Linked DNA regions of Sus scrofa: region 2 is linked to region 1. Evidence: chromatin contacts called from public HiChIP or PLAC-seq data. All regions are on one chromosome and are shown on one strand. The core of a region is the stretch at or near the end of the contact, and the rest is flanking DNA. Distances in the headings are between cores, read along the strand shown. Region 1 holds the start of PBLD (phenazine biosynthesis-like domain-containing protein). Region 2 holds the start of DDX21 (nucleolar RNA helicase 2).

Region 1 (3,505 bases), core at 677-3,176:
GCGAGAGGTAACGCCAAGGCGAAAGGAGGAAGCGATTTGCAAGGCAACCCACCTCCCCACTCCACCCCCAAATAAGCCCCACTGTGGGGCGGGTTGGGCGGCTGGGCTGGCAGCGCCAAGGCCGGGGGAAGGAGCTCCAGCCTGAGAACCCAAATAGGGGCCTGGTGGACATTACTGTATCTTCCCAGCCGGAAAACACTACTATTTTTACTGCATAACGCAAACATGGTGGACAAGAAAAGCCCTCCCCGCATTTGGCTGCCGAACCACGTGGCTCCCTTTCCACGCAGGTGACGCGGGGTGAGGGCGGAGCCTTACAGAATTTGCTCTCGCTGGGAAAAAGCGGACTTCTCCAAAACTCGACTCCAGGATTCTTGCAACACAAACAGGAAGGAATACTTTCGCCACTTCACATCTCCCCGCGAAAGCAGAAAGGTGGCTTTGAGAATTTGAAGGTTTTAGGGTAAGCAAGAAAAGCGGAGTTACTGACCCTCCACCTTCCCCCGACCCCAACAACCAGGCCTTCCACCAACGCGCAAGCGCACTTCTTGCCTTCCGCGCCAAGGCGGGACCGACTCTCTTGCCTCGCGAGAGCGGGGCCGGTGGGTCTTCCTCGCTCTCGCTCCACCCCCTCCTTCTCTCTCGCGCTCTCCCATCCCCCCAAGCCAGTCGCTCTGCTGCGCAGCTCCCTCAGCGGTTGCCACCGCCGGAGACGGTTGGAAGAACCGTTGTGGGAGCGCTACACGAGGCAGGCGACTTCTCCTTCTCCACGACCGGGCCCCGCAAGCAGCGGAGTCGGCGCTACTGTCGCTCGACAGGGTATCTGAAGTAAAAGGGGGTAGGTTGGGATGGTGGTTTCGAGAGTGGAGTCGGGAGAAGGACGAAAGAGAAACTGGGAGGGGGTGGGGCGGGGCGAAGTGTGGAGGTCGCCGCTCGGAGGTGGCCAGGCTGCGCCCCCCCGGGCGATCTCTCACTTCGGGGGCGGCCTGCCGGGCGGGGGGGGGACTTACTCAGGGGGGATTTAGTGGACGAAGCCGAGGCCCGAAGTGGGGCTCATCACGCATTTCCCGTCTTTTCCCTGCTGGTTTGGCTTCCGCCATTTTGGGTACGGTGGCGCGGCCACCTGGGCTTCCCGCCCTTCTCCTCTCTTTCTGCTTCTTGCCCCTTAGCTTCCGAAAACTGATTTAGGAGTCCGGGGAGGGGGGCGGTGGTTAGAGCGCCTCGGAAGGGATGTGGGTGGGGAAGGAAGCGAGCTGGGAAAGGCTGGGCACTTGGGTGGGGGGAGGCTCAGGGCCTTCGGGCGCGCTCCGGTTGGAAATGGCGCCGGATGGGCCTGGCCTCCCACCGCGGCCTCCCTTCCTCCGCAGTCTCAGCTGGGCTACCTGGGCTGGCGGGACTGCGAGTGACTTCTGACGCAGATTCCCAAGATGAGAGAGGCTGGAGCTGGGGGAGGAAAGCCAATGGCGACGAAGGCGCTCAACTCCCAAACCCGGGACAAAGGAGGCAGACGGCCTCCTTTGTAATTCCGCCGCCGGGTGGCGAAGGTTTTTAAGCCAAGCTTTGCTGCCGAACGGGAAGGGGGGGAAGGGGCGTACTCTCCCTAGCTCTCTGGTCTCTAGGGCAGCTAGATAAAACGAAAAGCCTCCGGGGAGGAATAAAGGACGCTTAGCCGGCCCTTATATTCCAGGTTTGGAGCTTCGAAAAGAGTACGTACTCATTTTCCAAAGGGTTTTTTCCACTTAAACCGTATTGGGAGACTTTATGGGTAATTGTAAGCAGAAAAGCGGGTGACTTACCGAATAGGAATGTGCAGTGGGGCTTATTTCAAGCAGGTGAACCAAGATACGACTTTCTGAACCTTTGGGCGGGGGCGGGATGGTTTAGCAATGGTTTTGTGTAGTTTGGCGAATACTGTGTTAGAATTTAAGTAGGTGGTTTACTTTTGGGAAACAGTTGTTAAAAAACAACCAGTGATGGAAAAAATGTGTGTATAGGAATTGCGTTATCGGCTTTCACCAATCTCCAAGATTTTTATTTTGTGCAAAGATTGTTTTGGCATTAAGGCTGTGGAAATAAAATACTTCAAAATACAGTTAGGGTTTATTTTCTTTCGGTAGCTAAGCGAATTTTCTATTTGGCTTAGGACTATAGTAACATTTTGGCGAAGAAAATAACCCTACTCAACAGAAAAACAAACTGCAAGCCCAGTCATGTGGTGCTGTGATTTTTTTTTTTTTTTTTTCGGTCCTTAGAACATTGGAGAACTGGGTCTGTAATTTTCACTGAAAACTGTGCAAAGTAAAGGACAGGCAAGGCATGAGACTTCCAATAATGCATATGAATCTTTACAAGTGTGTTTATTTTTTCATCTTTAAAAATGAAAAAGATCTTCATGATGTTGAAGATGTTCTGTGTTTCTATGCACTTGTAAAGACATATAGCCCAGTTTCTTATAAAGTCTTGTGTGGTGTAACAGCTTCCCTGATTGGATTACCCTAGAAACCTTTTTTCCTGCCCTTCATCTGCATCATGATTTGGAAATGCATCTAAATTGCTTTTTATATTTTAAACAACTGTGTAGTTTTGGTATTCTTACTTTGTTAAACAAGTGATTGAACTGCAGTGGGTGGTAACTTTGTTCTAGAAAAGAAATCCGTTTAGACACCTCACCTCCAAGTAGTAGTGTGTGAGTCTATTTTTATTTAAAATTGAGCAAGCACAATGAAAAGGGAATGATTTCCATTTTATTTAAGCATTTCATCACCACTTCTGACCAAAATTTTGAAGTTACCTCTCATTTTTTAATTTTCTGGCCAAACCTGTGCCACAGCTGTGACACCACAGGATCCTTCTTAACCTGCTGACCAAGGAACTTTTTTAGAAGCATGGTTTAGGGTTGTTTATTAATGTATCAAACCCTTTATGTTATAAAGGAATTTTATCTCATTTGGCTTCTAAGATGTTTTTTCTTAACAGCTTTGAGATACAGTTCACAGATCGTTAACTTCATCCATTTAAAATCATACAGTAGTGGTCTTCTGTGACTGGTTTCTTTCACTTAGCCTAATGTTTAGGAAATTACATTAAAAATTTCATACAGAACTGACAAACTGTGTATTTCAGCTGCTGGTGTTTTGATTGATGCTAACACTAGAAATTTTTAAAGCAGAATTGCTGTGACACTTGTAAAGAAAGGTTGAGAAGGATTATCCTGAATAATTGGTAAACACTTTTTTTAGGTAGTTTCTGAGACAACTTTATTAAGGTATCAGAACAGATTGGTGTTTTTTTTTTTTTTTTTTTTTTATGCCTTCAGGTTTTGTCTTGGTTTGGTTTTGTAAATAGAATTCCAGGTTCTAATTTTGAGTTTTGAAGAGTTAGTAGAGTGTGGGTTACTTTGTTGTGTACTCATTCACATGGGATGGAGAGTCATTCTGAAGTAGTTTGTCTTCCAAATCTGCTTAACCTTTCCCCAAATTAAAATTGTGTTAACAGTTTGGTGTGT
Region 2 (3,435 bases), core at 97-2,596, 550 kb after region 1:
AAGATGATGAAGGTTTACAAGGCCAGGGAAGATTTCACATGCACGCGCGCGCGCACACACACACACACCCCCAACCCACCCCATTTTTTGCTGCACCTGTTGGCATGTGGAAGTTCCTGGGCCAGGGATGGAATCCAAGACTCAGCTGTAATCTGCAGTCTATGCCACATGTGACAACACCAGATCCTTAACCCACTGTGCCTGCTGGGGGATCTAAACTGCAACTCCACAGAGACATGCTGGACAGTTAACTTAATGTGCCACTGTGGGAACTCCTCAACCGATTTTTTTTTTTTTTTTTTTTCCCTTTTGAGGGCCGCTCCTGCGGCATATGGAGGTTCCCAGGCTAGGGGTCCAATCGGAGCTGTAGCCACCGGCCTACACCAGAGACACAGCAACACAGGATCCGAGCCGCGTCTGCGACCTGCACCACAGCTCACGGCCACGCCAGATCCTTAACCCACTGAGCAAGGCCAGGGATCGAACCTGAGACCTCATGGTTCCTAGTCAGATTCGTTAACCACTGAGCCACAACAGGAACTCCCTCAACCGATTTTTTAAAATGATTTCATGATGAATTGGCTCCCAGTTCTTTGTCTCACTAGTTCTTCACAGGAAGTTTAGCGATACTGTCACAGATTATTCAATATACCACTTTTCCTCAACTGCTTGAATTCGTATAGTGTCCACATTATGCAAGACTGAGAGCCCCTGTATTTTCTAATAGAGGTCCACGTGGTTTGGGGATCCTTTCTTCAGGCCCCAAGGCCGGTTCAGTTGCCTGTCTGTGCCTTCAAAACAACTGACACTCGTCTATTTCCACCCAGCCTATAAAACGTCTTGAAGGCAAGGCTTCTGTGCTGAATCCTAGCCTTGTTTCTCATACCTGACATGGTGAATGCTCAGGGGGAGGTACGGTGAGTGCACGCAGTAATGACCAGACCTGACAGAACTCCAGTTACTATCGAGGCCAGTGAGTCTGGGCGTCTCCTTTCAAGTGTGACGTTTCCACAGGATAACCAAGAATATACGTCCTGCGCATCTGCTCGTGAAAGGAGCTTGCCAAGGCTAGCAATCTAAAATAAAGCACTGAAAAGGCGCCACTCAAAAACAGCTAAAAATCTTCCAATATCAGGCCGAGGCTAGCGAAAATCTCGCCAGTGTTTTAACGACAATAAAGCCAACCTTTGCGGTTCCTTCCGTTTACCCTTCTGAGGGTGGCTTCTAGTTCAGGCACTGTAAACACTCAACTCACACCAGCCGGCGTGAGCTGCAGCTGCTTTGGAACCACATGTGCCGCCGCCTCCCTGGGGAACTTCCGCTTCCGCAGGATGAACTCTGCTACAGGAAGTGACGGGAGCTGGGTGGGCTAAAAAGGTTGGGCTCTCTCTTCCTCTCCACGCGGTTGACGAGATCGGTCGGCCTACCCAGCAGGTGCAGAGTGATGCCGGGGAAACTTCGTAGTGACGCGGATTTGGAGTCAGAAACCGCCACGGCAAAAGTGGAGATGCCGCGAAAGCAAAATGAGAAGGTACCACCGAGGGCCGAGGGACCTGGGGCAAGGCAGGACAAGGGGCTCTGAGATGAGGGGCCTGGGCTGGCGGCGCGAGGCGCGGACCCGACTTGGCCGGTGATCGGCGTGGGTTTCGGCCAAGGGGCGCGGGAGAGTGGTCGGTGCTCTCCGCGGGCGGTGGGCGCACTGCCCGGAGGTCCGGTGGGGGGGGCGATCGCAGCTGGAGAGCCGGCCGGGTGTCCCACGTGGTCTCTGAGTCTGGGCGCTCCGCACCGGGTGAGCAAAGTAGAACGGTCACGGTTAGGCCCCCACGTTTTGGCCCAGACTGATATCTCCCGGCGTGAGTGTGCGCGGAGGGAATTGTAGGTAGGGCTTTAAAGCTTTCAGCGGGGCTGGCCAGCCCATAAGGCCATCCGCACACGTGGGCGGCGTCCGCAGTGACATTTTTTTACCATAGTAGGGAGGTACTACTTGTTTTCCGGGAAGCGGCCCTTAGAAGATAAGTTCAGTCCCTCTTAATATTTTTAGCCATATTTTCCTTGGAAATGTAAAGACATGTATTGATGCTTAACTGCACACCGTGTGCAATTACCTCGATAGCTGCCTCCCGCTCTTACTTCCTTAGATAGCGATTTAACCTGTGACTGAGTCTCTGCTCTGAGATAAGGTCACTGAGAGCAAAGATTGTCCCTGAACTTGTATACGACTTAAAATTTTCTCTCCTTGCTGTTTCTGGGTCTTTTTGATGGGGAATTTCTACAAAAACAATGTTTTGGTGTTGTAGGAAGCCGAGGTAGCGCAGACTTGTGCTCACAGGTGGGGAGGAAGTGGTCCTGGTTTACCTGCCTTGCAACTTGTTAAATTATGGGATGCTGAAATTAGAAGGGACATGACCATACTCTATTGCTTTCCAAAGGAGACCACCGGAATTGGAAATCCAGCCTCGTTTGATGGAAGCAAGGGATGAAAGAAATAAAGCTTTGAGATGGAGGAGACCAGATTATTTTTCAGCTGTCTGAAGGATGGGTCGTGTGGGAGAGATTAAGGACAGAGGCTAGGCCTGAAATTGCAGGGAGGCAGGTTTCAGCTCAGTGTAAAGTCTCACTTCTGGAGTTGACCTGGGGCTCTGCTAGAGAGGTTTTAATAGAGGCTAAAACACCTTTCCAGTTGTTTTCAGTAATACAAAGTTTTCAAAAATATGAGAAGTTGGAGAGGGTCAGACATTTCAAGCAGGAGCCATTGTCTGGTTTGGTTCTGAGATTTCACTCATTCCGTTTTCTTGTAACATGTGCTTTGTTTTTCCTTTAAATTAGATATATCTTTTTTATTCACAGAGTGATATGTTGTGGGTCTTTATACGTTTTTGATTCGTAAAGTGTCTATGTAAACTCATTGGCATTTGTGAGGTAGGCAAGGCAAATATTATGAACCCCCGTTTTGCCTGAAGAGGAATTCTAGCAGAGAAAGAAATTTTAACATCCGTCTGTGGCTATACATGGTCTCATTTGTGTATCAGAATCAAATTAACTTGTTCTTGATCACTTTCTCTACTGTATGTTGTTGGAACATGTTGGAGAATCCCATGAGCAACTCCAGGTCCCTTGTGAATATTTGATTTTGCCACTTATTTGACCAACATGAATTGTATAGTTACCAAGAGGCATTCTCTTCTAGGCTTATGAAACTATTGGTATAGGCTTATTTCCATATGGCCAAAAAATGGTATAAAAAACATACTGTTTGATTTTTACCTTTTTGCAAGGTGAAAGCACACGTGTTGGAAAATGCCCCCAAATTGTGTCGTTGATAATAACGTGACCTTGAAATAATCCAGAATTGATGTATTACACAAGTGTATCAATACTTTGTTCATTGTTTGTATTGTCTTTATTAATTTTTAGAAAGGTAGAAAGGAGAAGCCA

The links. HiChIP or PLAC-seq counts read pairs in DNA pulled down with a chosen protein or histone mark.
Region 2: a contact with region 1 is called in an H3K27ac HiChIP or PLAC-seq map of alveolar macrophages. The contact joins the promoter of DDX21 here to the promoter of PBLD in region 1. A contact is called at or near these places in 2 of 5 promoter capture datasets (fetal skeletal muscle and liver) and 2 of 2 datasets of contacts at active chromatin or transcription factors (alveolar macrophages and skeletal muscle).

Annotation. Positions count from the first base shown.
Region 1 is chr14:71,485,616-71,489,120 of Sscrofa11.1, forward strand. It overlaps PBLD (phenazine biosynthesis-like domain-containing protein), which reads right to left and starts at 1,927. Exons shown (of 10, transcript XM_021073523.1): 1 at 1,797-1,927. It overlaps HNRNPH3 (heterogeneous nuclear ribonucleoprotein H3 (2H9)), which reads left to right and starts at 680. Exons shown (of 10, transcript NM_001243555.1): 1 at 680-838.
Region 2 is chr14:72,038,639-72,042,073 of Sscrofa11.1, forward strand. DDX21 (nucleolar RNA helicase 2) reads left to right here and starts at 1,347. Exons shown (of 15, transcript XM_005657387.3): 1 at 1,347-1,531; 2 at 3,415-3,435. The coding sequence starts at 1,445. LOC106508089 (a long non-coding RNA gene) reads right to left here and starts at 1,315. Exons shown (of 3, transcript XR_001304647.2): 1 at 887-1,315.